Linked DNA regions of Drosophila melanogaster: region 1 is linked to region 2. Evidence: chromatin contacts called from public Hi-C data. All regions are on one chromosome and are shown on one strand. The core of a region is the stretch at or near the end of the contact, and the rest is flanking DNA. Distances in the headings are between cores, read along the strand shown. Region 1 holds the start of Unr (Upstream of N-ras). Region 2 holds the start of LanA (Laminin A).

Region 1 (4,376 bases), core at 446-2,945, 2.2 Mb before region 2:
TCTTAGTTAATTGCAAATATCTGCATAGTTCTTAAGTGAAAGAGAAGAGAATAATATGTAACATTAGTTATTACCTACAAGTTATCGTGTACGTAAATTCATTGAGCATTTACATTTAGATTTCGGTTTCACTTTTGCTTCGTGTACTTAACATTTGTAAAATAATCGTGTACGTGTTTGTGTTACACGTGAGTGGGCGAACTGCCAAATATACTTGACATTTTTATTGATATTCAAGACCGTGTTATGTCCCAAATTCTTGATTTTGCCACTAAGATTAAAATGTTAAACAGTTTGTCTTCAAATGAATATTGAAATGTATTAAAGCCATGTAAGCTGAGGAAATTTCATGCCCTTTTAAGCAATGGACAGTTTTAATAGCCTATAGCTAAACGGGTTTTTAAAATTTTAAAATTTCGCTGTACATACATAAAGACGTATTTATTTATATTCCATATAAACTGCACCATACACAACAAATATTGTCACAAAAATATATGTTTGAAATATATCCCTAGAACAACACAGAGACCAAACTTTGGACCTTTTGCAAATGTGTATAGAAATGTAACGCAATCCAGGCAATTAAATAACCCTAAAATATGCAAAACCAGATGCAATTTAATGTGTGACCAAATCGAAGTGCTCGTAACGTAAAAATTATAAACATGATATTAAATCTTTTTAACTACAATTAGCCCGAGATTTATATTTAGCGAGGGCGTTTTGATAATCTATTCATGTTGATAACATTTTGCACTGTCGAATGTATAAAAGGCACCGTAACCAATTAACTAGATTTTGTAAATTGTAATCTTTAAAAATCTGTTCAAGGATAATCAATTTATCAGCATACATATGTATTGGATCCCATTATCATGCAAAATACCATTTAAGTTAATTATGGATTAAGCAACCAAGGAGCTGCTGAAATAAAATTCGTTAAAAGACCCAGGAAGACGTAAAACTAATGTGATTTTCTGTGGGCTGCTAAAAGGAATCTAAAAAAGGGATTTTTTGTGTTTTATGTTTTATGTGACAGAACTTCCGAAAATTAAGAATTAAACTAAGTGAATACACTTCTGCATTTTTGGGGGAATTCCAATTTTACAAAGATAATAACATATCTTCCATATTTATTTATCAGAACAAATAAAACTAGTTTCATTTTTTAAATCAATATATTGCCGCTTAATAAAAGGCGAAAAGATTTTGGGGTTGGCTTAAGTTAGAAATAGCTAGCGATGGTTCTTGTCTCGAATACGTACAGTTTAAAATTAAATATTTAGATGTAATTTTCTTAGTAATAATCCATTTAATTACATAAATTGCTTTTGTTTATTATTAAAACTAAGAATATTACATAAAAGTCACATACAATTCATATTTTATAATTTGCAGTGATAGCATAGAAAATGACATAGATGTATAACCCTGCACTTCTACTACTTTTAGACATTGCATTAAAGATAGTCCCTTTAACTGAATTAAAGTTAAATCGTTATCTTAGATAAGTTTTGATTATTTAAATATAGGAATAGAAAAGCTAAGAGATCCCTGCTCCTACTCCCATGACCACTGACGTCACAATTGTCCCTCTCTTCGCACACCTTCCAACACTGCCATCGTGCTGTCGGCAAATATGGCGCCCGCTAGCAGTTGTTGTGCTGTCGTGTGGTACGTGTGGCTGGTCCAGAAAATTCTCGTTCGCTTCAAATAGGACTATTATTTAACTCAAATTCGGAACGAAAATATGCAGAAAATGTGCCGCGAACAAAGCTGTGATGGAAAAATATGAAATGTGTTAGGGAAATTAGTTTTTAAATGGCGAATTAACGTTTTTTCGTTGCCCAGCCAGATTTTCTACGCTTCTGTGTGTGTGTGTGTGCGTTTGAGGGTACCAAATTTGCAGCCCGAAAAAAAAGTTGATGAAAATTCGTTTTTTTGCTACCAACTTGGCACTTCGGTGACTGTGCATGTGTGTGTGCAGTCTGCGGGGTTGCTAATTTTACGCTAAAAACCACAACAATAATGTGTAAAAATAGTTTACGATTGCAATTGCGTGTGCGTGTGTATGGGCGTGCATGTGTGTGTGCGTAGTAGGTTGCGCCAGTGTGTGTGCAATTTTTTCCGGCAGGCAAAAATCTCTCCATTTGCAACACTGAAAAATCGATAAAACTGCAGCAAGACTTTCGGTGTAGATTTCACTAGCCAAAAATAAAAGAAATAATAAAAAAGATGTATTAATTTTTCTTAATCGTTTCCACCTTTCTCTTTTTCTCATTCAACAGCTTTTGTAACTAAAACTCCGTTTTGACATCACTTTCATCATAATCTGAAAAAATAATAATAATATAAAAAAACAACAACAAATATGATAAAAAAATAAAAAAATCACCATCGAAAACGAATCAAAAAATAATACATACAAATATAAATCGCAAATAATTGAAAGTTACAGCAGAAATAAAAAACAACAACAACATAGCTCAAAAGGAAAAAGTCAAAGCAAAAACTTTTTAAGTTTTTTGGACTCTTCTTTGTTTTTGTTTCGTTTGCTTTGCAAAGAAAAACACACAAAACAGAAAAAACGAGAATTTTTACGCCGCCCGTCGGTGTGAGCGAGACAGACAGAGAGGGAGATAAAGCGACTGCGCAAATAAAAAAAGAAAACAAAACAACAAACAACATAAAAAACAAGCCAAGCTTGAAACGAAGACTTTCAAATAAAACAACAACAAAACCAACAACAAACCAAACAAATTGAAACGCTGTGAAATTAACTCGTCAATACTCAAAAGCACCAACAAATAAATAAACAAAAAGAAAAGCTAAAACAAAATAAAAGGCAAACCACGAAGGAGCAAGTAAAGCGGAGTTTAACAAGAAAACGGCAAAAGCACTGAAAACAAAAAAGCAACGGGAAACGAAACTAACGTGAAGTCAAAGGCAACGGCGCTGCGGCGTTCGGACTCTCGAATAAAACAAAAACAATTCAAGCAAAACCGCAAAACCTACACTTGGAAAAACGCTAAATAAATCCCAAATTCCTCATTATTTTTCCTGAAAAGCTTTAATTTAATTACGAATTTTTTGTTGTTAAGTCAGAGTGAATTCAATTTGCTAATTAATTTAAATTAAGACATCAACAACCGAGCTACAAAAGCAGCAACAACAACAAACAAACAACAACCAACAAACAACTGAATTAATGTTTTAAAGTACAAAATAACCGGGAGTAAATCAACAACAAATAATTTAAACATATTAAAAACGATTTAATTTAAAACGCAACATCAATCTAAATTATTTAACTAAACATAAAAACAAACACTGCTAGAATTTAAGTCCAAAAACAACTGATAAACGCCCACAAGGGCGAAAGGGAAGTGGGAGACAGAGCGATAAATGGAGGAGAAGCGAGGAGAGCTGAATAAAACCGATCAAGCAACAATTGTGCCGCAAAAAAAGTGTGAATAAAAAATATATACTAAAAAAATAACGGTAACAATAAAGAAAACATTTAAAACCAAAAATCTACAAGAATTCTATAAGTTTTAAGTCACGTTTTACACAGACCTACAACAACAACACCAGCAATTGAACTTAGCCAATAAATTTAATTAAAACAATAAATTAGTGAAAAAAAAATAAACGGATTAAGCCAATATATATAGAGAACGCATAACAAATTCAAAACTGCGGCCTTGTGCCAAAAAAACAGTTTTTATTTTTTCCAATAAAACATTGTTTTTTACTAGTTTTCAATTCAGATTTTTTTATAAGTGTACCTAGTGAGAAATGTTAAAAGTCTAAAACAGCAAAAGCAACTGCAACAAACGGAAGTAAAACGGAGAAAAGAAAAACAAAACAAATTCAAAGAAAGATTTAACAACTCTGTGATAATTACTGTAAATTTATAAATTTAAAGAAAAAAAAAAAACAAAAACCTAAAGAAAAACCACAAAAAAATCTCTAATTAAATGAAAGGAAAACCCCGTCATTTTTAACAGTAGGCGAAGAAGAAGAAGGAGCGAAAGAGGAAGCAGAAAGCAGAAAAACATCTTAAACCAACAACAACTTTACACTTAAGAGCAAATGCAAATGAAAAGATAAAAAACATTGAAACAAATTCGTGATATCTTAAAGGACTTCGATACATATATACTATAGTATATTATATATTATATTATATAAACTATTAAACTAAGCTTAAATCTAGTGAGCGTCAACCGAGAAAACAAAAACAAAACAATGGAATAAGTGAATAAACAACAAAACCAACCAACACAAAGCAAAAAATAAAAACCCTAGGTTATGAAAAGACTTCAAAACGCATTCAAAAAATATATATATTTAAACAAAACAAAATAAAT
Region 2 (4,310 bases), core at 338-2,837:
TCATTGCAAACGGCGGAAAACGAGTTTGGCTACAACCAATACAGTTACCAAAAAAAAATACAAAACGCGAAATCCGAATTGCCCCAACACTTTGGTCATGAATTTTGCACAATATTTAGCTGTGATTGTGATTTTCAATAGTTGCTGCTGCTAGCTAGTCTCTGTATTTGGCTCTTTTAATCGGTATAGCAATAAACTTCAAGATTTTGTCGATCGTGGGCTAAAATTGAGGTGCGCAATTTTCGATTCTTTGGTCAGGCCTGAGTGAGTTTTGTAGCAGTTATTTTGCTTTAACAACAATTACTTCAGTAAGCTATTACACTTCTGGGTAAACGAAAGGTGGCAATAGCTTAATGGAAAATCATTTAAATAAGTTTGATTTTAAATGCTACACGAATGGCTAAGCACATATAAATTAAATTACGTTAAAGGCTGCAATAAAAACTTAATAAAAATGTTCGGTGTCTAATAGCAGTACTTTTAAGCTATCGCTTGTGTTGTAATATCAATGCTTAATTCTTTCACAAGCTCTATCCATATTATCAATTTAAGAACCCTTAAAAGTAAGAAATTATCCCAGCTTAACGCTATGAATTTATCAAGCTGTGGCTGGAGTATTGTTGAGATTATTTCAAGCGTTCAAGCTTAAAGTAGTACATTTCAATAGAAGATAGAGTATACATTTTCTTAGTGCTAAAGTCAATCTTCATAAGCGGAAGGCGTTTCACCCATTCCACAACGTTCCCCGATGACAACGAACCGGTTTTCCGTTTTGTTTTGTTCCGATTCCGCCCGGCCGGCGAATGAGAAAAAAAACAAATAGCTGGAAAAGATTTTGTAAACATACGTTCAGAGCAAAACAAAATCGGATAAGCGGACATTCTCTCAGTTAAATTAAAGTGCCAAAGAGAAGAGCACCCGATCGACTGCCGATCGAGCGACTACGAACACCAAAACTTTTGGGGCCTCGGGAAAACTTCTCGCTGCAGTTTAATCAGTTGCTCACCAACTGCGAGACCAGTTAGATGTGCTGCGATGTAATGAGGAAAGAATATTTATCAAGGAACACACATGAAATTTGAATTTTTCGTCAAATTTTTTGGGCATTCTCAAAAGACAATTATCATTATAACTTATAAACACATTTCATGTGAGATGATAGTAAAAGCACCAAACTGCATTGAAATGATGTTACAATCTTGGTCTTAAGTAACTTTGGTTACAGGTGATAGAACTAAGTTAACAATCCTAGCAACTAACGTTCGTATTATCCTAGGTTATGATGAACCCAAGAAGAATGCTGATATAATGAACAAATTAAATACAATTACATATATTTTAAATGATTATATAACCTCATAAGTCAAATGGCGATAATCCGTATCTTTTATTCCGGCTTCAGAATTTTCTGAAATAAGACGGATAAGAGGATGTGAATACATTATAGGGTCGGAAAGACTATCGTTCTCTCAGCTGTATAGAATGCCGAAGACGAGAAAAGCCGAAGGCATACGAAAAGAGCCGATCGGACGACTATCAAAATCAAATTTTTCGGGGTCTCGAGGAAAACTTCTCGCTGCGGTGCCATCAGTTGCTCGAGAAGAGCCATCCAGTGCGGTTGGATGAGCTCCACCAAAGGAATACGAAAAGAACAGTGAAAAAAGTGAAATACAGCAGATAAGAAAGTGAAATACATACATAAGTGAACCGGGAAAGAAAGAGATAGAACCGGAAGTGGTCCGTGGAGAAAGGACTGTCGTTATCGCAGCGCGGGTGCTTGAACTCTCGGCACAATGGGGCACGGAGTGGCCTCCATTGGGGCTCTGCTAGTAATCCTGGCCATCTCCTATTGCCAGGCGGAGCTAACGCCACCATATTTCAATCTGGCCACGGGCAGGAAGATTTATGCCACAGCTACGTGTGGCCAGGATACGGATGGACCAGAGCTCTACTGCAAACTAGTGGGAGCCAATACGGAACACGATCATATCGACTATTCAGTTATCCAGGGACAGGTAACTATAATCGACATCCAGCAACGCCCAAAAATCTTTTCAGTATACACACATGATGAGATAATCTTTAACTTTACACTGAAAAAAAGTTAATGTTTAATTTCAAAATAAAGCTGAATCAGGAGAGATAACAAATTACAATCGATTATATTGGTTATCCAACTTAATTAAGAATTTCTTCAAACTATTATTTAGTTAAAAATCAAAACTTTATATTTCAAGTGTGCACTGCATTTAGACGTCCCCCACATGTGTTGAACATTCGAATTGGGCTCTAAAAATACTCTGGACTGAATTTGGATTCCATTTTCTTTTTCTAACATGTGTTTTCTGCGTTTTTGTAGGTCTGCGATTACTGCGATCCCACGGTGCCGGAGAGGAATCATCCGCCAGAGAACGCGATCGATGGCACCGAGGCCTGGTGGCAGAGTCCTCCGTTGTCCAGGGGCATGAAATTCAATGAAGTCAATTTGACCATCAACTTCGAACAGGTAAGCAGCAGAGAACATAAAAGATACCAAAGGTATCCGCCTAAGAAACGCATAGAGACGGGGAGACGGTGGATGGATGCAACTCGTTTTCGGGTTCGACCGATGGGATCGGATCGTAAAATTTGAAAACAATTTTAATGGGTTTTCATTTCGTCGACGTCGACACAGCAAAAACTGAACGAAAAAAATGTTGCTGAGCTCGAGTATTTGTTGTTGGCAAAGGGGAAGGCTTTGGAGTTGTGGGTTATCAGTATGTCAGCAGTCCCTACATACAATATACACAGAGATATGTACGAACATACATACACACACTTTTGAATGGGAGTTCTCGGTTTACAGGCTGCTTAGAAACCGACTCGGAGCATTGACTTTTTCGAGCGGTTCATTCGGAATGGTTTTTTTTAGCGATAAAGGCATTATGTTTCTTAAGGCACACCAGCATGCGACAAATATGAATTGAGAGCAGCCTGATAATGGGCCCGAGTCGCAAGAAACTACAGTCTTATCATCAGATTGTTTCTCAGTTTGTTCTATAAAAAGTTGTGCCTCGGACTCGCCTACGTTCTTATCTCACTTGCAACGGAAGCGAGTAATCCACGAGGTCGGGAATTTAATTTTGAGAATAATTGCGCTAAGATTTCAACAGCTCAGCATGATCTCATTCGTGTTAATTCCTTAGTTGCACTTTTCCTAATTCACAAAATGCAACTGAATATGAGACATTGGTTTATATATAGACTGCGAAACACCAGGAATGCTGGCAACTCGAATGCTAAATTTGTGAGATACATATTTGCAGAATTATGTACATCGACGTTTTTTTGCTTCAAAATCATGAACTTCCACATGGGTGAAACTAATGAAAACACAGAAAAGTAAACAAATCTCTGAAACCAAACATGTGCGCCTGTGTACAAAGATATTAACGCATGGCTGTATCTTTGTATATGTGTGGACCTTCGTATCTCTCAGTTCGCTTTCAATTGAAGCCAAATTAAAAAGCAAACATAACCCAAGACAATATAAATAAACGATGAAAAAGTGGCCGGTTCTACTGCAGAACATTTGGAGTTAATTTCCCCACAGTGATCTCATGTTGTCGTCTCACATTTGTCTGTGAGGCGATGTATGTACATATATAATCGTAATGTGTACGCTGGACTAATAAATTTCAATGAATTTGCTTGTTCAAAATGAATTTTGTGTCTTGGGGGAGACTTGAAAAAACTAAAGTGGGTAAAATTGTTGAAGACTCTTATATTGAAATTGAAATGAGTAAATCTTATCTTTAACATATTTGGGGTTACTCAATAACATTTTTAATTTAACAATGTGTGTAATATGTAATATATTTTCTGATCTCTACACTGTTCGCTTTTTCAGGAATTCCATGTGGCCTATTTGTTCATTCGCATGGGCAACTCCCCTCGTCCGGGTCTCTGGACGCTGGAGAAGTCCACGGATTATGGCAAGACCTGGACGCCTTGGCAGCACTTTTCCGATACCCCCGCCGATTGTGAGACGTACTTTGGCAAGGACACCTACAAGCCAATTACCCGCGACGACGACGTCATCTGCACCACTGAATACTCAAAGATTGTGCCGCTGGAGAACGGCGAGATTCCCGTGATGCTGCTCAATGAGCGACCCAGTTCCACCAACTACTTCAACTCAACGGTGCTGCAGGAATGGACTCGTGCCACTAACGTCAGGATTCGTCTGCTTCGCACCAAGAATCTTTTGGGACATTTGATGTCTGTGGCTCGACAAGATCCCACGGTGACGCGTCGCTACTTCTACTCGA

Evidence for each region. A called contact is a pair of places that touch in the nucleus more often than the background predicts.
Region 1: a contact with region 2 is called in a Hi-C map of the S2 cell line, with 3 times the contacts expected there. A contact is called at or near these places in 5 of 107 Hi-C or Micro-C datasets (the D17-c3 cell line, the S2 cell line, embryo and 1 more).

What each region holds. Positions count from the first base shown.
Region 1 is chr3L:8,439,634-8,444,009 of dm6, reverse strand. Unr (Upstream of N-ras) reads left to right here and starts at 1,695. Exons shown (of 11, transcript NM_001259740.2): 1 at 1,695-1,803; 2 at 2,292-4,376. CG6983 reads left to right here. Exons shown (of 2, transcript NM_001300055.1): 2 at 1-968.
Region 2 is chr3L:6,215,299-6,219,608 of dm6, reverse strand. It overlaps LanA (Laminin A), which reads left to right and starts at 1,587. Exons shown (of 15, transcript NM_057269.3): 1 at 1,587-2,015; 2 at 2,360-2,506; 3 at 3,890-4,310. The coding sequence starts at 1,794.